2 separate regions of the Mus musculus genome follow, and region 1 is linked to region 2. A link is a contact called in public Hi-C data. All regions are on one chromosome and are shown on one strand. Each heading gives the region's core, a stretch centred on a gene start, on an enhancer-like site or on the middle of the called end of the contact. The rest is flanking DNA. Distances are from core to core; before and after follow the strand shown. Region 1 has its middle 32 kb from the start of Cacna1c. Region 2 holds the start of Dcp1b (decapping mRNA 1B).

Region 1 (4,916 bases), core at 2,378-4,877, 36 kb after region 2:
TCCTTCTTTTCTTCCTCTCCCTCACTCTCCCCCTCCTCTCCTTCCTCTCTCTGTCTCTTTGACTCTGTCTCTGCCTGCCTGTCTGTCTCTTTGTCTATGTCTGTTTCTGTGTCTGTGTCTCTGTCTCTCCCCTTCCTCTCTCCTCTCCCCCCCCCTCTGACTCTGTCTGTCTCTCTTTGTCTCTTTCTCGCTCTGTAGGGTACCCTGCTTCTAGGCATCCCTGTAGACTCAGTTTGGTCAGTGTACACTGCCCAAGGCTGACAAGGCACACATCCACCCAGCCCTTCTTTACAAGCCCAGTCCTTGTCACTACTACTGCTGGCTCGGTGTCACCTTGATTACAGATTCTGTCACAGTGTCAGGTGGGTATTTGGGAGAGAGAGAGAGCACTGGGATGGGGCAGGAAACATGGGTTTCTACCCTGGTTGATCTTTCCAGAGTGGATGAAGAGGTCAGAGTAGGCAACAGCCAAGGCCTTTTCTTGGTACCCAGCACAGAAGTTTGCGAGGCTTTGTGGCAGGGACTGGAGAGATGCTGAGTTCATGTTTCCTTCTCTTGGCTCAAAGGAAACAGACTCAATCAATCAGGGTGTATTTGTTGAGGTCTTTTAATTGACTACATTGTGAGCACTATGTCGGAGTGATAAGTGGCCTATCCAGGCACCAGGAGGCTCATTGTGAGGAAAGTGCACGTGGCTGATCTCCCAACCTTCACTTATCCATGGAGCCATCTCTGTCCAGGCATTATCCTATCCACAACATCCTTAGAAGAGGGATACAGACTCAGCTGCTGTAATACTGGACTGACTAGTCAGCTCTTTGTTGCTATCAACAACAACTGCCTGAGATAATCAGTCGAGAACACTGGACTCACCATTTTGAGGTTGTAGTTTGTGTTCAATTGATCGAATATTAATTGATCCCATTGCTTTGTGGCATCACATAGTGGCTGGAGTATGTGGTAGAACATGCTCTCGTGGTAAGAAAGTGAAGAGGAAGAGGCTAGGGTGCCATCAGTGCTTTCAAGGTCATATCCCCAGCGTCCTGAAAATGCCTCCTTGTTCTCTTAAAGCATCTAGCATTGCCCAAAAGGGTTATGCTGAGTATTCCATATCCAAATCATACCTTCTAACCTATATTCCCTGCATGCTTTTTTTTTTGTTCTGTGGCTGTATCAAAAAGAGGGAGATCTACTTTGATAGGAATAATTAGTCCTTATTTAAATTCAGAAAGGAAAACGGACCATCAACCACATAGAAACCTGTTCCACGGCTCTATGTTTCTTGCACCATCTGGAGAAGCTGATTTAAGAGGTACCTCAGCAAAGCTGAGGCAGTGCCAGCTGATCTCCTGTCCCATCCCAAGCCAACATCAGGTCAGCAAGTGTGTTAGTTAGGGTTCTCCAGAGGAACAGACTGTCTGTCTGTCTGTCTGTCTGTCTGTCTGTCTCTGTGTTTATTAGATTGGCTTACATAATTAAAAGCTGGATAATACAATACAGATACCTCGCATGCTGGGGAGCCAAAGAATCTGTTAGCTTCTCAATCTAAGAAACTAGAGGGCTGGTGAGATGGCTCAGTGGGTTAGAGCACCCGACTGCTCTTCCGAAGGTCCAGAGTTCAAATCCCAGCAACCACATGGTGGCTCACAACCATCCGTAACGAGATCTGACTCCCTCTTCTGGAGTGTCTGAAGACAGCTACAATGTACTTACATATAACAAATAAATAAATCTTAAAAAAAAAAAAAAGAAACTAGAAGCTCCAAACAAGGGAGGCCAAAGATGCAGTCCTGGTCTGAGGCTAATAGCCCAAGAGCTCCCTGAATAGTTGATAGCATCATCTGTGTGATGCTAGCTTTGTAGACATGAAGAACACAAGAGTTACAGGGTCATGGAGGGTTCTACTTAGAATGTCTGGGGGTGGGGTGGGGTGTCTAAAAATGTGTGGCAGGGTTAGAATTCTTGCAGACAGCCCCCAAGAGAGCAGATGTGTGAAGCTATGAGGATGGGGCCTAAGTTAGAGTTGAAAACTGTGGTGTTTTTAGGGAAAATGACCCCCATGGTATTTGACACTTGGTCCCCAGTTGATAGTGCTGTTCAGATGCTATTGGATGTTTAGGACATGGAGCCTGGCTAGAAGAAGTACATCTCCAGGAGCCAGATTTGGGCGTTTATAGCCTTCCCCAGTCCTAGTATGCTCTCCACTTTTTGGCCTCAGTTGCAGATGTTATCTGTCAGCTTCCTGCTCTGGCAATCTGCTTTCAAGCCTCCCCTCCTGTTATGGACTCTCCCTCTGGAGCCATAAGCCAAATCATAATACTATTTATTCCATAAACTGCTTTTGGTCATGGTGTTTTATCGAAGCAACTAGAAGTAACTGCGGGGGATTAGAGATGCTGAGAGCAAGGTGTATGACCTGAGGAAGACTGTAACTGCTGAGCAGGAGTAAGGCATGTGGGCTGCAAGTGGCAAGGCCACACAGGGTGGAGGTCACCTAGTCCTTTGGTGCCGGTACAAGGCCAGCTTGGTGGAGCTACAGGGTTTACTGATTGCCCTGCTGGGTTTGGGTCTTGAGTTGGTCTAATCTTTCCTTACTATTTTCCTATTCATCTCTTTTGGTGTGGCAATGTTTCTTTGGTGTCATTGACTTGGCAGTATATGAATTGTTTTGTGGTTTTTCTTTTTTAAAAAAGAGATTCATAGCTAAGAGTTTGCTCTGAGCCTCAAGACGTTTTGGATTTGGATATTTGAACACGACGAAAACTGCCAAGACTTCTGGAGATGGAAGTTGTACACTTATGCTTGTATTTATAATGGTCACGTCATGCAAAATTGTGACTTAGTCGTTGTCTTTACTTGGGGGATGACGTACGATATAAGGAGTTGTGTTGAGGTGTTGAGTTGCCAAAGGGCAGATTTATGAAGGTTGACCTTGACTGCCAACTTCACTGAACTGAGAAGTTTAGGCAATTAGTAAAACACACCTGGGGGGGGGGAGTACCTTCGAGGGTGTTTCCAGAGAGGATTAACTGGGGGATTGGGGTGGGAAGACTAGTATTAAATGTAGGAGGTACCATCCCATAGGCAGGGTCTCCCATGAAGCTTAAGGAAGAAGCGTGGGAGGCCAGGTGTTCTGTCTCTGGTTCCTGACCATCACGTAGTGACCAGCCCCCTCTGTGCATGCGTTTGCTTCTGTGATGCTCAGCCTCACCTTAGGGCCAAAGTGACAGGGCTAGAGGACCACGGGCTAACGCCTCTGAGACCCTCCACTAGAATAAATGTTCCTTCCTCTTAACTTGTCTCCTCAGGTGCTTGCCCCAGTAACCAAGAGTTTGACCAATACAGCAAGTGGCACAGATGCTGTGCCTGTGAATATGGGGACAATGGTCCCGTGTTCCCTGCCATCTGCAGGATGGAGCAGTAGAGCTTCTTGTTGGAACCAGTCAGCTATTAGTCTCCCAAAATGCTTCTGTTTTGCTTTCTGCCTCCAGAGCTCCAAGTGTTGAGCTATGTTGCTTTCCTTTGTTTTTATCTTTCTGGAATGCTGTTCCAGCTTGTGACGTATGACTCGGATGCTTTTCGGACTCTCACCACCCCAATCAAAGCTTGGCTGCAAACATTCCCGAAACGTGATGCCTCCTGCTGACGCCTTATCTCTATTGCCCAACACTCAGCTTTGCGTTTGTCTTGTTCAGGCTATAAATGTCTGACTATTTGACCTGTGCCTTTATCAGTCACCTTTGCTGTGTGAGGCACAGTCCTGTGCACAGAGCACACTTTCACTTTCTGGCCAGGAGAAAGGAGAAGATGCAGACAAGGGAAACAGTAGGGAAGAAACATGTTTTTCTCATGGTTGAAGATGCACAGTCCTTCCCAGGGCTAAATCAACTGCTTTAGGGGAGGTAGGGAGACCTCACAGAGGGTCTGGCTTTTTGTTGGCCTATAAGACACAGATGGTGGGGACAGTTGCTGGCTGCAGATGAATGCAGGGTAACCATCCAATAGTCTGGCAAAGGAGGGGGATGGTGGAGTATCAGTGTTGATGTTGGGAAGGGGAGATGAAAGAAGAAGGTGAACGGGTGAGACTAGAAAGTGGGTAGAGCTTCGGATTGCCCTCTGGGTGACAGGGAGCTTGCAGGGTCTTTCAAGAGGTCCCCTATTGTTTTAGGAGGTTGATATTAGATTTGGAGTGATGGAGGTTGAGAGCTGAGCATGAAGACAGGTTTGTTAGAACACAATTCCTGTGGGATGTTGACAGCATCCAAGGATGAGAGCTGAGGAGGGGACCTGAGTAGCAGCCACAGACACCACCAAGGCTGTATCTCACTTGGTCTGATCAGGCTCTGGCTGATTTTTAAACATCGCATGTAAATATATGTATACTTGGGTGAAGATTTCGTTTTTCATGCAAATCCATAAAAGTAGGTGACGGTTCCTTTGCAGGCTGCTTATTCAGACCCCCATGAGAGCTTACTGAGGGAGCTGAAAGCTTGTGCAGTGTTGGTCAGTCTGGTCGGTGGGCAGTAGCTTCTTACCAGCATGTGGAGGATACTTTGAGGTTCTAGAAAAACACAGTCCAAATGCACATTCTGTCATGTTTTAAGAGAACCGGCCCTGCCAAAGATGATTTTCTTTTGGTTTAAAAGAATGTCTTTCCAACAGTCTCTTGTCATTTCTCTAAGAAAGGGACTGTATAGTATTTCACTAAGGCCGATACATTATCTGTGTTGTTTATTGCTGTTTATGGACCAGCAATATAAACAATGGGGGTAGATAATAATAAGAAGGACAGCTGGGCGGTGGTGGCACACGCCTTTAATCCCAGAACTCGGGAGGCAGAGGCAGGTGGATTTCTGAGTTCGAGGCCAGCCTGGTCTACAAAGTGAGTTCCAGGACAGCCAGGGCTACACAGAGAA
Region 2 (4,315 bases), core at 1,643-4,142:
ATAATGAAGCGCATAAATAATGCTGTTTCATAAATTATGGGAAGTAAATACATTGACACATCTGGGACAACTGAAATCAATCTCAACTTTACTGAATATTCTAAGTTAAAATAATCAAAAGTGGGCCCACTTCATCTTTCTGAAGCCGTCTCTCTCCGTCATGTATGCAGCAGCAAAGCCATCATACTGTAACTGATTCACAGAAAATTCAGGATTGTGACCTGAAAATAAGGGGCACTTGTGGTTCTAAGACACGCCTCCAGCTTCGCATTGTGCATATTTTAGACTAACTATATAATGCCTGCTCACTGCACGGCATTTGGCGACACCTCTGCTTCTACTCTGCAGATGCCACCAACACCTTCATCCTCAAAGTTTCCTGATATTGCCAATCGTCACCGGGGTGTGTGTGTGTGTGGAGGGGGGTGCGGGGAATCAAATCCAGCTGAGAACAAATGGTCTGACCAGCTGTAGACTTCATCGACACATTGGGTATTTTGGGGAAGGATTCGTTCCTGGCAGAGAGGAGTAAATTTAGTTCTAAAATTCCTATTCTAGTCATGGCAGAACTATCTTAATCCTTTGTGTGAGTATACGTGTGTTCTGGGGATTAAACTAGGGCTGTGCACACACTGAGCACAGGCTCCACATGCTAATCACATGAGGCTCCACATGCTAATCACATGCTCTACCACTTCACTGATCCCCGGTCCCTTGACCCTCACTCTCTGTGCATTCCTCCTTCTTCCTCTCAACACCCGACGTCGACTTCCAATGTGATAAGGACTCCCTGCCTGTACCTCACCCGTCTTCGTGCCAATCCCTTCCCTTTCATTTTTAAGGATATTTTTATACTTATTAGGTTTACACTGGAAAGGCTTTCATCCGGAGACCTGAGTGATACAGCACGGGGAAACAGCAGTGATGACTTGATTGCCCCCAGAGACTGCTCTATTGTTGAACTAAGTCTCTCTCCTTTGCCAGGCAACCACAGCCTAGGAGATCAGGGCTTTGAAAAGAAATGACCTTTTACTGAGTGAATTATATCCTGTCTGAAGAAAACAAGTCGAGGAAGCAGGAAAACAAAACTCCTGTAAATAATGCAATGTGACACTGGCCTTCACTGGGCGTTTGGTCCACCTCTGTAGGGATTTAAAACGGTTTCTGCCACACAGGACTGTGAAGAGGCGTTAGGAAAACTGCTACCGAGGGGTGGGAATGGTGCACTGTACATTTCAACGGCTTCTGATCTTCTAGCCTGAGCCTCCTGCCGAGTCAACTTACCCCACTAACTCTTACTGGGTCCTACTCCATGTATACTAACTGAATTACCTCCATAATATTAGGTGTGGATTGGCAGGCAGAGGCCAGTCCAGGCAGAGGGCATGCAACTAATAGGTTGCAACCCCTTTGGCATACGTCTATCTCCAAACATAATTGCATTACAATAAGAAGAGTAGCAAAATTACAGTTAAGAAGTAGCAACGAAAATAATTTTATGTTAGGGGTCACCACAACAGGAGGAACTGTATTAAAGAGTCCCAGCATTTGGAAGGCTGAGAAACATTGACCTAGAGAAGTGAAGCACGTTTATGTACAGTATCTTCACATAAATAGAGAAACATTTCAGTGGGGAAACTCCCTTTACTTATATAGGCCCATAGTGTAATTTCCTCTGGTGTCCAAGAAAGACAGCCTCAATTAATCAAACTAGGGATATTCAGAACAATGGATCTCTGCAGATTTCCCCTTCAGGTTTGGCTCTTAGGAGAACAGACATGAATTCTTTGCCTCACTTCAGTTAAGAACTCGGACAAAACTATCGGAAAAGATTCCCGGCCCTGTTTCAGGGGTGTTGGGGATGAAGCAGGTGCCTGCCCCAAGCTCCACGTCCAAGAACTTTCTTCATTCTTTTGTGTGCATGGTTTTTGGGTCGTTCTTATTACAGCCTACTTAATCATAAATCTGCTCAAAAATGAAAGTTTTCTTTGCATAAATCTTGATGTTTGTTTCAGTCTTGGCGAACACACCGGGGGAAAAAAATTGAAAATTTGCAAGGTGTTTTCCATACACCCAATGAACCTTATTAAAAGCATTGGTTATATACTGATGAATATTTGGACAAAAGTCACAAAAGAGGAGGAAATGACACTTTTATATATTCAAAGGGATGGTTTATAAATGATAAGAACCAATGCCTAGGCCAGAACTAATTGGTCTCCCGTTGCAATTCCAGTCTAGTTGTGTGGAAAACTAAACTTCATCCAGTTACTGTAGGCTGGGACTCGGTCTTGTTGGAAATGGACTGAAATGGTTAGGTTACCAACCCTGGCCTCCTACATCCAAGTCTGGGGTGTCCCACCCATGTCCATTTCCTCTTTATTCTCCCACGCTTGCTCTTAGGTGGGTGCCTGCCCTGCATTTCGCACTCCGGCTGCTCCTCCTCCGCGAGGCTGGACTTATCTAAGTTTGGGGCTTCCGGGCTGCCCTCCGCTGCCGGAGAGCTTCTGTCTTCTGATCTCAAAGCCCGTGGCCCGCACTCAGCGGAGCCGGCCACACCTTCTGTGTCCCTCGTCCCCCACCTGCTGGTGGACCCGCGGGTCGCCCTCCACCAGGACCGGCCCCCGCCCGCCTAGCCGTGCCCAGCATCTCCCGCCCTGTCCGCGCCCCGCCTTCCGCACGGCCGCGGCGTCCGCACGCACCCACTCGTTGGCCCGATGGCCGAAAGTGTACAGAGCCACCTGGCTGGCCACGTCCACGATGCGACTGATGTAGGGGTCGTGGCGCCGCAGGGCTGCCAGGCTGATATCGTGTCCCTTCCCAGGCAGGCCACCTGCCGCCGCGGCCGCCATCTTCCCACCCACCCTCCTGCCCAGCCTTCAGGAAGCCCCCTCAATCGACCGCCGAGCGAGCGAGCGAGCGCGGCGGGGCGACCTTCCGGCATTTGGGGACCCGGGCTAGGCTTCGCTAATCGATGGCCGGGTCCTCTCGCGGAGGATCGTCGCCTTGGCAACAGGAAGCTCAGCCCTGCTCAAGGAAGCCCGTTTTATCTATTTCTTTCTTCAGGAGCCTCTGAGCTGTGCCCATTTCCTTCTTGAATACGGCCCACGCCTTTGCAGAGCTCTTCTTTGGCTCTTCGATGACCAATCAAACATAGTCACTCCAAAAAGAACTCTGAGAATTCTTAAATGGGGCTCCCCAATATCCGTGAGGGATTTCCTGAGTGCCTCAGAGGCCTGCAAGGTTATGATTGTCCATGACAATTCTGAGACTTGCATGATGTGTGCAAAAGGACGACTGCACCGGTAAAGAACCAAGGGAGGCCCCAAACTGCACCACTAGCCGGTGTATTCTTGCCGCTGTGCATTATTCTCTGGAAAACTTGTCTGAGCAGCTGAAGCCAGGCGTCCCTTGGTCAAAGTACTAAATTAAAAAAAAAAAAAACAATCTTTGGGTATATTTTTTAAATTAATGTGGGGGAAAAATTAGAAAGAATGGATAACGCAGAGCTGTTGCACGCCATATTTGCCTCTAGGCAAATATGTTCTGCACTTGAGATGGGCTGAATTTGTGGTTTTATTGTAGGTTTTGCTGGGGTTGGAGGGCTTGTTTCTCGAGACAGAGTCTATGGCAGGTTTCAGTCTTTGCTCCTCCTGCCTTGGGGTCTTAAGTGCTAGGACTACTGGGGTGTGCCACCACCCAGCCCAGGGGTTTAATTTTACTTCCACAGAGCATCAGTTTAACATGAAAGAAAGATGAACAAACTTATGGCTATTCAGATAGATTCTGGACAGGCTTTTTCAAAACTAAGATTTTCCTGTTTCTTTCAAGAAATCAAGGGGTAGGTATTGTTGCTAATGATAATTTTTTAGGTTAATTTTTAAAAAAATGGGCCATGAGCTTGACTGTCTCAATACTTAAGTCTCTTCAGATGAGACCTGTGGTGCTATCAATGAGTACACTTCTAAAAGATTATACTCTAATGGGAACTGTCAACATTTGAAAGATATAGCTCCCTTAGCCCGGTCATTCAATGATTTTCAGATAATAAAATGGTGTCACAAACTCACATACAGGTAGGAGATCCATTCAAGGCGAATGTGGATCAGTGGATTTCAGTGTCCCACAAAGTATGAAAGGGTGATAGGACTTCAAGAAACTGCACTTTGTCAAATTTTGATATATCATCAAAGGATATTTATAGTTACATGAACAGATCATTAAAGTGGCATCCCTTGTACCATTACATTGTCTTTGTGAGGCTAGGACTTGTTCATTTATGTGACTTATTAAGTCAGTTTACACTTGGGATGAT

The links. A called contact is a pair of places that touch in the nucleus more often than the background predicts.
Region 1: a Hi-C map of uterus shows a contact between it and region 2. The contact joins the enhancer-like site here to the promoter of Dcp1b in region 2. A contact is called at or near these places in 17 of 484 Hi-C or Micro-C datasets (the HL-1 cell line, the N1E-115 cell line, bone marrow-derived macrophages and 12 more) and 4 of 115 datasets of contacts at active chromatin or transcription factors (the SCID.adh cell line, embryonic stem cells and heart atrium).

Annotation. Positions count from the first base shown.
Region 1 is chr6:119,138,437-119,143,352 of GRCm38.p6, reverse strand. It overlaps a transcript of Cacna1c not described here. Among named protein-coding and RNA genes, the nearest start is that of Cacna1c, 32 kb to the right of the region's middle. Within about 2 kb of position 3,627, at least 16 of the 459 cell types and tissues checked have an H3K27ac peak or open chromatin away from gene starts, as enhancers often do. A contact at or near this core is called in cardiomyocytes, heart atrium and uterus, where this site is marked.
Region 2 is chr6:119,173,830-119,178,144 of GRCm38.p6, reverse strand. It overlaps Dcp1b (decapping mRNA 1B), which reads right to left and starts at 2,892. Exons shown (of 9, transcript NM_001033379.3): 1 at 2,703-2,892. The coding sequence starts at 2,852. It also overlaps a transcript of Cacna1c not described here.